3 separate regions of the Zea mays genome follow, and all the other regions are linked to region 1. Evidence: chromatin contacts called from public Hi-C data. All regions are on one chromosome and are shown on one strand. The core of a region is the stretch at or near the end of the contact, and the rest is flanking DNA. Distances in the headings are between cores, read along the strand shown. Region 1 holds the start of LOC541861 (kinesin-like protein KIN-5C). Region 2 holds the start of LOC100273665 (putative calcium-binding protein CML48). Region 3 holds the start of LOC100281626 (40S ribosomal protein S25-1).

The links. Hi-C and Micro-C count contacts between places; a contact is called where the count stands out from the background.
Region 2: a contact with region 1 is called in a Hi-C map of leaf, with 4 times the contacts expected there. The contact joins the promoter of LOC100273665 here to the promoter of LOC541861 in region 1. A contact is called at or near these places in 5 of 25 Hi-C or Micro-C datasets (bundle sheath, ear, leaf and 1 more).
Region 3: a contact with region 1 is called in a Hi-C map of tassel, with 2.2 times the contacts expected there. The contact joins the promoter of LOC100281626 here to the promoter of LOC541861 in region 1. A contact is called at or near these places in 2 of 25 Hi-C or Micro-C datasets (ear and tassel).

What each region holds. Positions count from the first base shown.
Region 1 is chr4:54,355,118-54,358,606 of Zm-B73-REFERENCE-NAM-5.0, forward strand. It overlaps LOC541861 (kinesin-like protein KIN-5C), which reads left to right and starts at 1,687. Exons shown (of 20, transcript NM_001349555.1): 1 at 1,687-1,837; 2 at 1,919-2,274; 3 at 2,354-2,492; 4 at 2,596-2,693; 5 at 2,773-2,929. The coding sequence starts at 1,811.
Region 2 is chr4:54,564,096-54,567,584 of Zm-B73-REFERENCE-NAM-5.0, forward strand. It overlaps LOC100273665 (putative calcium-binding protein CML48), which reads left to right and starts at 1,550. Exons shown (of 5, transcript NM_001148078.2): 1 at 1,550-2,418; 2 at 2,990-3,036; 3 at 3,443-3,489. The coding sequence starts at 1,992.
Region 3 is chr4:54,175,462-54,178,950 of Zm-B73-REFERENCE-NAM-5.0, forward strand. It overlaps LOC100281626 (40S ribosomal protein S25-1), which reads right to left and starts at 1,769. Exons shown (of 4, transcript NM_001154545.2): 1 at 1,704-1,769; 2 at 1,553-1,627; 3 at 1,325-1,459; 4 at 496-809. The coding sequence starts at 1,706. The coding sequence ends at 696.

The DNA.
Region 1 (3,489 bases), core at 437-2,936:
CACACGCAGGATCCGGGGGCGAGGGCTCAGTGCGGGCACGACTCGGGCTGGGTTAACACACGGGCGGGCGGGCGGGCGCGAGATCGGGGGCGCCATCCATGCCGGTCATCCATGCACGAGATCCGGGGGCGGGGGCTCGGCGGGGGCATGGCTAGGGCTGGGTTCACGCGTGGGCGTGCTCGAGATCAGGGGAGGGGGCACGACGGTCCGCGGGCGTGGGAGAGAGCACGACGGGGCACATAGGGTGCAGACGCCGCAGGACACGGGGGAGCGCGGTCGGGGCGGTGGCTCGTGAGACGGAGGCGACGGGGGCATGGTAAAGCATTGTGAACGTTCACATTGAGTCCTTATAGAGTAGTACAGATTTACAAAGTAGAGGGGAGACAGAGAAATATCAAAACGACGCACGACCCCACTAACAGGCCTATTGGGCCGAGCCCAGTTCACACACGTTGAGGGCTGCCTATCCAACGGCTCATAGCATAAATCTGACGCACCTGCTGTCGCAACCCCCAAAAGTTCGAATTCTCCCTCTTCCCGACCCGCACCCGCTCCTCAGTCCTCCCCCTCTTGATGCAGATATTTTGAAATCTAAGCCACCGCAGCCCGCCCGTCCAGCGCTGCTCTCCGCCGTCGCTTGCGCCATGTCGTCGCGACATGACAAGGAGAAGTCGGTGAACGTACAGGTTCTCCTCCGCTGCAGGTACTTGCCACGGGCAGCCGTCGATTTCTCACTCCCTCTCTCTCGCGCGCAGTCGGTTTCAGCCCCCACACCCCAGATCCGCCGCCCTTTGATCCCCGCGTGGTTGCTTCCGCAGGCCCTTCAGCGATGATGAGCTCCGGAACAACGCGCCGCAGGTCATCACCTGCAACGATTACCAGCGGGAGGTCGCCGTCACGCAGAACATCGCCGGGAAGCAGTTCGATCGGGTCTACGCCTTCGACAAGGTCTGCTGCCCTCTACCTCGTTTCTGACCACGTGATGTGGGAGTTTCAGTGACTGGATGCGTTTCCCCCACCCCATTGATGCTTGCATTTGTTTTTACGGCGATGTGGCTGTGGCTAGTTCTATTTCAGTGTGACCAGTTTAAAATTAGTGAATGATTGGCGAATCCCCACCAGTATTCTATTGTGTTTGTTCCCCTGGTTCATTCTGGGGGGACATTTAATATCTATGGCTGCTTAACAATGAGACCGGTTGCTTGCATCCAAACAAGCTCAATTTGCAGTGCAAGTGTTTAGCTTGTGAATTCAAACAATATTGTTTGACTATAATACTCTTGCTTAATGTGGAACACTCGTAATAAGCACCTGTTCAGGCTGTTCTGCACGTTTTAATTATGCTAGTATAGGCAATCATGTTAAGTTACTATCAAAAGCTTGGGCAATTCACTTATTATATTTTAACACCCTCTCATGTCTAACGTCTCTTGAGTCTCAGATGTGAAATAGGAGCGCACAACAATTTTTTTATTTTAATTGTGCTAATCAGGATTTGAACTCATGACTTTTGGGTGACTTTGATATCATATTAAGTTGCATGTACTTAAGCTGATAGGAAGAGGGCAATTCACTTATCTTATATTTCAACGGCTAGTGCAAGCCGCGCCACAGCTTTACTTTGTTTCAGGTTTGGCTGCCAGGTGCTGAACTGTAACATGCAGTGCCCTATTCCCAGGTTTTTGGACCGACAGCAAAGCAGAAGGAATTGTATGACCAGGCCATTATTCCTATTGTAAATGAGGTTTTAGAGGGATTTAATTGCACCATATTTGCGTATGGCCAGACAGGCACTGGAAAAACATACACCATGGAAGGCGAGTGCAGGAGAGCCAAGGCAAGTCTGCTGTTTTTTATGACTATTATGGTTCCTGGTTGTCTCATTCGCTGGTCACCGATTATGCAAGAATGCTTGCAGAGTGGACCGAAGGGTCAATTACCTGCAGACGCTGGAGTTATACCTCGGGCAGTGAAGCAAATCTTTGATACCCTGGAGAGGCAGAACACCGAGTACAGTGTTAAGATCACGTTCCTTGAGCTGTACAATGAGGAAATTACAGATCTTCTTGCTCCTGAAGAGATATCTAAGGCTGCATTTGAGGATAAACAGAAGAAAGCCTTACCTCTTAATCTTATGGAGGATGGGAAGGGTGGAGTTCTTGTTCGAGGTCTCGAGGAAGAAATTGTTACGAACGCGAGTGAAATATTCTCTCTGTTAGAAAGGGGGTCTGCAAAACGCCGCACTGCAGAGACATTACTGAACAAGCAATCTAGGTCAATCTCAGCCAGTCTTCTTTTGAACTATACCGCTACAACAAACTTTATGTGCTCATTACTACTTTTAACATTTTAGCCGGTCCCACTCTCTATTCTCAATCACTATTCACATAAAAGAGGCAACCCCTGAAGGAGAAGAGCTGATAAAATGCGGGAAGTTAAATCTAGTTGACTTGGCTGGGTCCGAGAACATCTCTCGTTCTGGAGCTAAGGAGGTATTGTATTGTGGAACAAGCTTGAATGCTACTTTTAAATACCTTCATCTCTTAGCATCAATAATATTCTATTCTGAAGTAATGCACTTCCTCTTGACTATAGGGCCGTGCAAGGGAGGCTGGCGAAATTAATAAAAGCTTGCTTACTCTGGGTCGTGTGATTACGGCATTGGTCGAACACCTTGGACATGTTCCTTACAGGTAAGCGGCAGTTGATCATGTAGGTGCAGATACAATAATTGCCGCTTGTTACCTTGCTGAAAGTTCTCCTATCTTTCAGGGACAGCAAACTCACAAGATTGCTGCGTGATTCATTAGGAGGAAGAACAAAGACTTGTATTATCGCTACTGTTTCACCCTCTGTGCATTGTCTCGAAGAAACCCTGAGTACATTGGATTATGCTCACCGGGCAAAGAGCATTAAGAACAGGCCTGAGGTGATATGGCTTCACTTTCTCAGTTTACAACCTTCGTAGTTTCCTTATTCTCGAAGCTATGACTGAAAATGTCAATTGAAAAATAACCTTGTGAACTTATTAGCTCTAACGTTTGTGATTGGATACTGGATACATATGGAAATGTTCTTATTAGATGGCATGCATTTTACTAGGTTGAAGCTGTCGAAGTGTATAAGTGGATTCTACCTCTTTCATTAGCTTAATCTTTTGGGTTGAACTGGTTAGTGTGTCCACTCATGGTATCAGAGATAAATGTCTCGAGTTCGAATCCTAGTAGAGGCTTTATTTGTGCTTCCACCCATTTATTTTCATGTTTGTGTGTTTCTATGTGGCCACGCGTGAGTGAGCATGTTGAAGTGTATAAGTGGATTGTCTACCTTCTCTTATCAACTTAAGCTTTTGGGTTTGACTGGTTAGTGCGTTCACTCTAACAGAAGCGAAATATATGTATATAGCAATATAAATAAATATATTTTCATTTGCATTCTTTATTCACTTATATCCAGCTACCTGCTTAACCTTTCTTTTGCTTCCTAGTA
Region 2 (3,489 bases), core at 300-2,799, 210 kb after region 1:
ATCGAATAATTTTTAACGACTTTTAGTGGTTTCCACCAAACGGTTTTTAGCTTTTTAACAGCTTACAGCCTATAGCAGTTTTTTCCACAGCTCACAGCCCACAACAACTTTTTTCACAGCCACAACCCAACCAAACAGACCCTTAGAAGGCTGATGTTCTCACATCGAGTTTATTAAAACTTGTACCAGATGCTTTTGGCTCACTTAGCTCCACCAAAAGGCAGAGGGCATGTGTTGAGCACTATATTTGGAACTTGAACGGCGGACGGTCTGGCCGTGTGGCCCAGACGGTCCACGCCTTAGAACTTTGGAATTAGCACGAACGGTCTGTGAATAAATTAATTCAGCCTGAAACCCTTATCCCTTGCGTGATTATCCTAGCAAATCTCGCGATAACTATTGGAAATCATCTAGGAATTGGTCTAGACCTCCTCCCCTACTATACATGAAGGGGTACGACCGATTGAAATACACAACAATCGATCTATCAACCCAAATCTACCTTATGCATTAGAAGTAGGAGTAATTTAGCTCTAGTTATAGTTGTCTAACCTCAATCTTTACCTCTCTTCGGCTCAACATCGTCTCGAGACGTCTTAGGTAGCATGTCGATCCAAAGACAACCCAAATATGCTTCCTCTCCGATAGTGTCCCCCACGGGAGGTGAGATATAGGTTTTACAGAAGATTTACAAAGCGCTCTGCGCGCCTCACGGAGGGTCCGCCGCTCACACGCGGACGGTCCACACGCCTGCACGGAAGACCGAAGACCTCTTTGCAGTCACATACGGTCCGACCACTCATCATGGACGTGTTGTGCGTCGACCCTAGAGTTCGTTGAGTGATTGGCCCCAACAACGAGCTAACACCTTTAAGATATTCGCAGCAGATCATGTAAAATAGAGAATTTACACTATAGACAATACTATTATATCTAAGCTTTGGAAAATATTGAAATGTTAAATTCTAAGCCAAATAGATTACTAAGTACTCCCTTCGTTCGGCTCTTACTTTTTTATGTGTATATTTAAATGGGTGATTATAAATCTAAATATATATAAAACACATACATCAATTATTGTATAAATCTATTAAAAATACAAAACGATCGGAGGGAGTAAATTTCAGTTCCTCCAAAACAAACACATCCAAACGGCACTTAACTCAAAAAAAGAAGAAAAAAAAACTGACGAATAATCCAACATGATCCGACTCGCATAACCAGACCAGACCTTAGCGTTTGATCGGATCTATCTACTTGAGCATATATGTAGAAAATGGTGAAAAGGCAGCCGACTTGTATAGTCAAACGTGTGGAGTGATAGGGCATCGGCGGCCGCGGGAAAGCCAGAGCCGCGGCTGCTGGTGGGAGCCTGACGACGACGACGACGGTGGCGCACTCGTTTGTTTGTCCGCAGTCGCGTAGCGCGTACGCTCGCTTCGACGCGGCGTGGTGGAAGATGGCGAAGTTGGGTACGGACAGACGGTTCCTTAGCCAAGTTGCTCACGCCCGCACGACTGCTCACAACATGCACGCGTCGTCGTCACGGGTGTTTCCTTCCCCTCTCCCCCCTTTCTCATCTCGCGGTTCTTCTCCAAATCTCGGAGAGTTTTGATCAGAAACTTCACGTCGCTTCCATGACGCGTGCAGTGCATGAGATCGGCATGGCCAACTCAACTAGCTAGGACGGACGACACGGAGAAGAAAACAGATCGCGCCAACACGCATAAGATGGAAAAAAGTGTATGGATAGATAGATAGATACTCGTCACACCGCATGCGCACTTGCGCAGCATCTGCTCCTGAATTCCTCCGTTCCTGAACCAGTAGATCATTTTGTTTAACAGCAGGGTGCAGGGCCCGTTTCTGTTGCTCGGCACCCGTCCCATCCCACCCACCTGCTCACGACGACAGGCCAGCACGACACGGAGGGAGGAAGTAGCCAGGCCACCTCGCCTCGCCTCTACTCTCCCGCGGTCCCGCCCCATACCATGTCCGACTACAACCGCTACGGCCACAGCTACAGCTACGGCGGCGGGTACGGCCAAGGGCCAGCGCCCTCGGCCCCGCCGGCACCGCACATGCCCACCGCTACATCCGCCGCCCCGCCCTCCTCCTCCTCATACGGCGCGTACGCCGGGTACCCGCCCGCCTACCCTCCGCCGCCCTCGCAGGCGGCGGGCGGATTCGGTCCCGCTGGCTCCGGCTACGGCTTCGTCCCCGTCGCGTTCCCGCCGGGGACGCACCCGGACGTCGAGCGCGCCTTCCGGGCCGCCGACCGCGACTGCAGCGGCGCCATCGACGAGCGCGAGCTGCAGGGAGCGCTCTCCTCCGCCTACCACCGCTTCAGCGTCCGCACCGTTCGCCTCCTCATGTTCCTCTTCAACGACCCCTCCTCCTCCACGCCGTCACGGATGGGTAACTAACCCCCTCCCCCCCTGCCTCCTCGAATCGATCTCCCCTTCTCTTCTTGCACGTTGCATCGAGGATTCCCGATAATTCGGCCTCTGCAAAATTTGATGCCGCTACCATAATATTAATTGATATAGAGGTTCAGGTTCGCAATGATGCATGCCTGCCACCCATCATTCTTCTGGTTGCACAGTGATAGTTGAATTTGTTTCATTTCTAATCGTTCTCTTCATACTGCAACTTAGAATATGTGCTCAAACCTGGAATCGCACGGTGCTAGTTGCTGCTGCTCCTTCAGATAATATGAATGCTCAGTGATGCTAATTTAGAATATGCGTAACTTAGAATATGTGCTCATAAGCAGCAGTTGGCGCTGCACGCCATCCTTTCTAATTTAGCGGAATTGTTCTTTCTGTTAAGGTAAAAGATTCTGAAAAGTAGCATTCATCTCATCCCTTTATTCGGGACCTCTGTTGCATTTTATTTATTTATTTTCTTCAAAGCGGCTATAACATTTCCCTTGTCAGAATGGTTGGTATACACAAGCTGCTGACTTGATGATGCTTCCACGTTGCAGGGCCAACACAGTTCGTATCCCTCTGGGATTGCCTTGGGCAATGGCGGGTGAGTGATTGCAGGGTTTCTCAGTTTACTTATAGTTATAAAAAGACTGCTCAATTGCTACAGTCTTGTTGTGCCACTGCTCCAATTTGTGATGCATAACGCTGTTTTTTTACATCTAAGTCACACACAATACCAAATGGTGTATACAAAAAAGTACCAAGACACGCTATCAACTTGTCTTCCGTTGTACAAATAATCTTAGGCATGATTGGAGTGGAGGCCATGTTTCTTTGTATGGCACAACTGGCGTTCAGATCATGTGTAGTGTAATGATGAAAGAAGTCAAAAGGCGAAATAGCATTATTCTTGTTCACTTGTTTATTTTTGGAACCTGGAGTACCATCTATATGCTGCGTGATTCAGAACTGGTGATCCGCTTCTTGATCTTCCCCGTGGCACCATCTAGGGAATTTTTGACAGGTACGACAGGGACCGGAGCGGCAAAATCGACTC
Region 3 (3,489 bases), core at 519-3,018, 180 kb before region 1:
TATTAAAATGAAGCATTTAAATATCGATATTAGAGAGGATATAATTGAGTTGAATACCAAACCAGGCATGGCATTAAAATGAGATATAATTCCAATTCTAATGTTTTGATGTCATTGTACTGAAGCTTGAAATTGTGCAATATAATTTCATGTAATTCAGTGGGATAAGGCTTTATATTGAAAGAGGTTAGTCCAATACCAAGGAATTGGACCTCTAATTCCAAATCTCAAGTCCACATGTAACCAAACAACAGAATTTATGAAAGATGTTTCCAATTTCCAATTTTATGCTCTAAAATCTACATCCAAACAAAGTATAATCAGAAAATAAACAGACTTAGGTTTACCACTCAATCTTTTTGTTAATGTGTTTAATAGAAGTTCGACATTATCGAGCGAAAGCTGACTAATCTCTTGGCTAATCTTACTTTGCCTCTACGCCCTAGAATTGATTTAAATCATGTAAAATACCATAGATCCATAAAACAAAAACCATTTAGGCCAAGTAACTTATAATTGGCAAACCATAGTACCAACTAATAGAAATACTCAAAATCTCTAAAATGTTGCCGTCACCTGGAACTCATCACCAGTAACATAACATTGGCAACTCTTGACAAAGATGGCAACTGTTCTAAAGACGAGCTCCTCCTGCAGAGAGGGCAGACAATGCATTTTAGACCTCTTCCCCATCCTTATGTATTGGTTGCCCTGGTGTAGATCTGCTGGCTTGAGTGGACCGAGACCATCCGAATGAGGCCACGCGCCATCAAGTCCTTGATGGCCCTCCGAGCAAGGGAGCCGTTGATCTGCAAGTCAACAGAACAAGTTAAGCTATTACAAAACAACACCTAATACAGGTACAGAATTTGATTCCTGATGCATACTGAACACATGGACATGCTACAATAGTCATGCTAATTGATAGCAGGAGCACACTCTGATGTGCATCACTGGAAGGTATGCAACAAAATAGTTTGCTATTAAAATGACACATGGATGTCACATATTCAAGATAAAAATCGTAGCAACAACTGCCAATTCAAATTACTACTCAAAAACAACTCACACAATGCCTAGCATACATGCGGCACCTTTCATACCTGCCAATTCAAATAAACTTGGAGCCATTAAGCTAGCCATCAGATGGAGCTTCAATGAATTAATCATGACTCATTACAAAATTCCAGGCTACTAATCTTACATGCAGTTGGCCAAGTACGATGGCATTACAGATAATAGACACTCATAGCAATTTAATTTAATCAACGTTGCGGCTGTGCACAAGGTTTGGATGCAACACAGATCTGGAACGAGTGATTACCCTCAGACGCTCGGAGAGGATGGAAGGGGTGATTTGCTTGTACTTGGGCACCTCCGAGAGCAGCTTGTCGTAGGTAGCCTGGTCGAACAGCACCGCGTTGTTTACCTTCTCCTTTAGCTTTCCCTTGCTCCACTTCTGCAAAACCAACAGGAACGAGTGCCGTGAGAACCCGAAGAAGCTGCACCTCCAGCAAATCGAAGAGACGAGCCAGTAGGAGAGAAGGGTCACCTTCTTCTTTTGCTTGCCACCACCGGACTTGGCCGGCTTCGACGACGGCGGCGGGGCCTTGTCCTTCTTCGGGGCCTGCAAGGATATACACGAAAAAGTTAGCGCGACAGGCAGTTGGGTCCAATGGCCGGTGGGGGGCAAGTGAGCGCACCATCTCGTCTGGTGGGCGTCGGCGCTAGGGAAGGAAGCGAAGGGGAGGGGTCTGCGGCGCCAGCGCTAGGTTTTGGTTGCGTGAGGTGGGGCAGTATTATATAGCGAGCCCGGTGCAGGTTCGACCGTCGGATTAGCGTCGCAGGAGAAAATACTGACGCACCGGGTCAGGAAAAAAATGAGGCCTACGCAACGGCCCAATAGAGGACTCATCCACTCGCTCGCCATGCAGGAGTGTTTCGTAGGAAGAACAGTCAGTGTAGTCTCTGATTTTTCTCAATCTAAAGTTAGACTAGTCGGTTGTCCGCTCGTTGCGACGGTTTACAATAATATTCATGTAACCTATTCACTAAAAAAAATTTAAGAATTTTTATTAATTGTCTCCGCTCTATGTATAATATTTTTTTAATTTGGCTAACTAATGTTATTATTTACTCCATCCAATATGTCTGGGTACAACATGACTAATGAAGTGAGCGATTAGAAGAGAGTTCACAACGACTGACTGAACGAACAGAGATTATAAAATGACATAATTCCACCATACAGATACCAAATAAGAGAAAGTTTGTGAGCTCAAGTTTCTAAAATAAGTCACATCAACTCAAACTTATAAAAAAGATAGATCAAAATATCGAGTGATTACTAAAATCATGCAGCAATAAAAACTAGATGTGCTCCGTATAAATTATGCTACTGCGTAGCAATTACTAACGTTTAAAACCAACAAATAATCTTTCATTTTACTGTTAGTGTGACAAATCATTGTTGCTCCATCCAATTCAGCAACCTCAAACACCATAGAGTCTATTGCGCCAATATGGTCTCAGAAACGACCTAATGCTTGCAAGAGCCAAGAACGTCGTGTCGTGCTTGGGCTATAGCTTCGACCCATAGTGCTGGTCCGGTCCGACACGATTATTATTTTTATTTTAAAAAAACATATATACATATATATAATTTATATTCAATATTAAAAACATTTGAGTATGATGTTAGAGAACATATCCTGTGCAATCACTTATCCTGGTGCAAGCGTGCAATCAAGCGATCTGGTGCATCCGATCTAGATCCAACGGTTTCACATGGAAGGGGTTAAAAGTAAAATAGGATGTTTTAGGTGTAAGGGGTTAAATATAAAATAACAGTCATCATTAGATCTAGATCGGATGCACCAGATCGCTTGATTGCACGCTTGCACCAGGATAAGTGATTGCACAGGATATGTCCTCATGATGTTATACTGGTTAGATAATTTTACCTAGTGTCTCTCGCCCTTCTTTCATCTGGGCATGGGTTCAAACCCCACCTCCTGCACCGCTTTTAACATTTTACGTTGATTTAATCAAATGAGCTGACGGGCTAACGGACTGGCCCGGTATAGTATGCAGGCCGGCATGACGTACTGCCTAGGCCAGAGTTGTGGCTCGCGCGCGTCTGGCCCATGTCGGGCCGCTATTTGGCCATTTATAGGCGTGCAACGGATTAATTTGAAATATTTATGAGGGGTTATTTGTAAAAAATGACGCGGGACGACAGTTGAAACTGGTGCTTTAAGTATAGTATAGATATATCTTCTCTAAACTCTCAAAATTATTAAAATTACCTTCTTATTATATATTAAAGAGGTTTTTAATATAATTTTTCTTCCTTTTTTATTTATAAAAATACATAATTTCTTGATAATAATTAAATTACAAAAATGTCTATATTTCTAAAAACATTGAAAATAATCTTCTAAAATTTTGAAAATAATTTTAAAGATAGAGCGGGACAAGAGCCTAGGG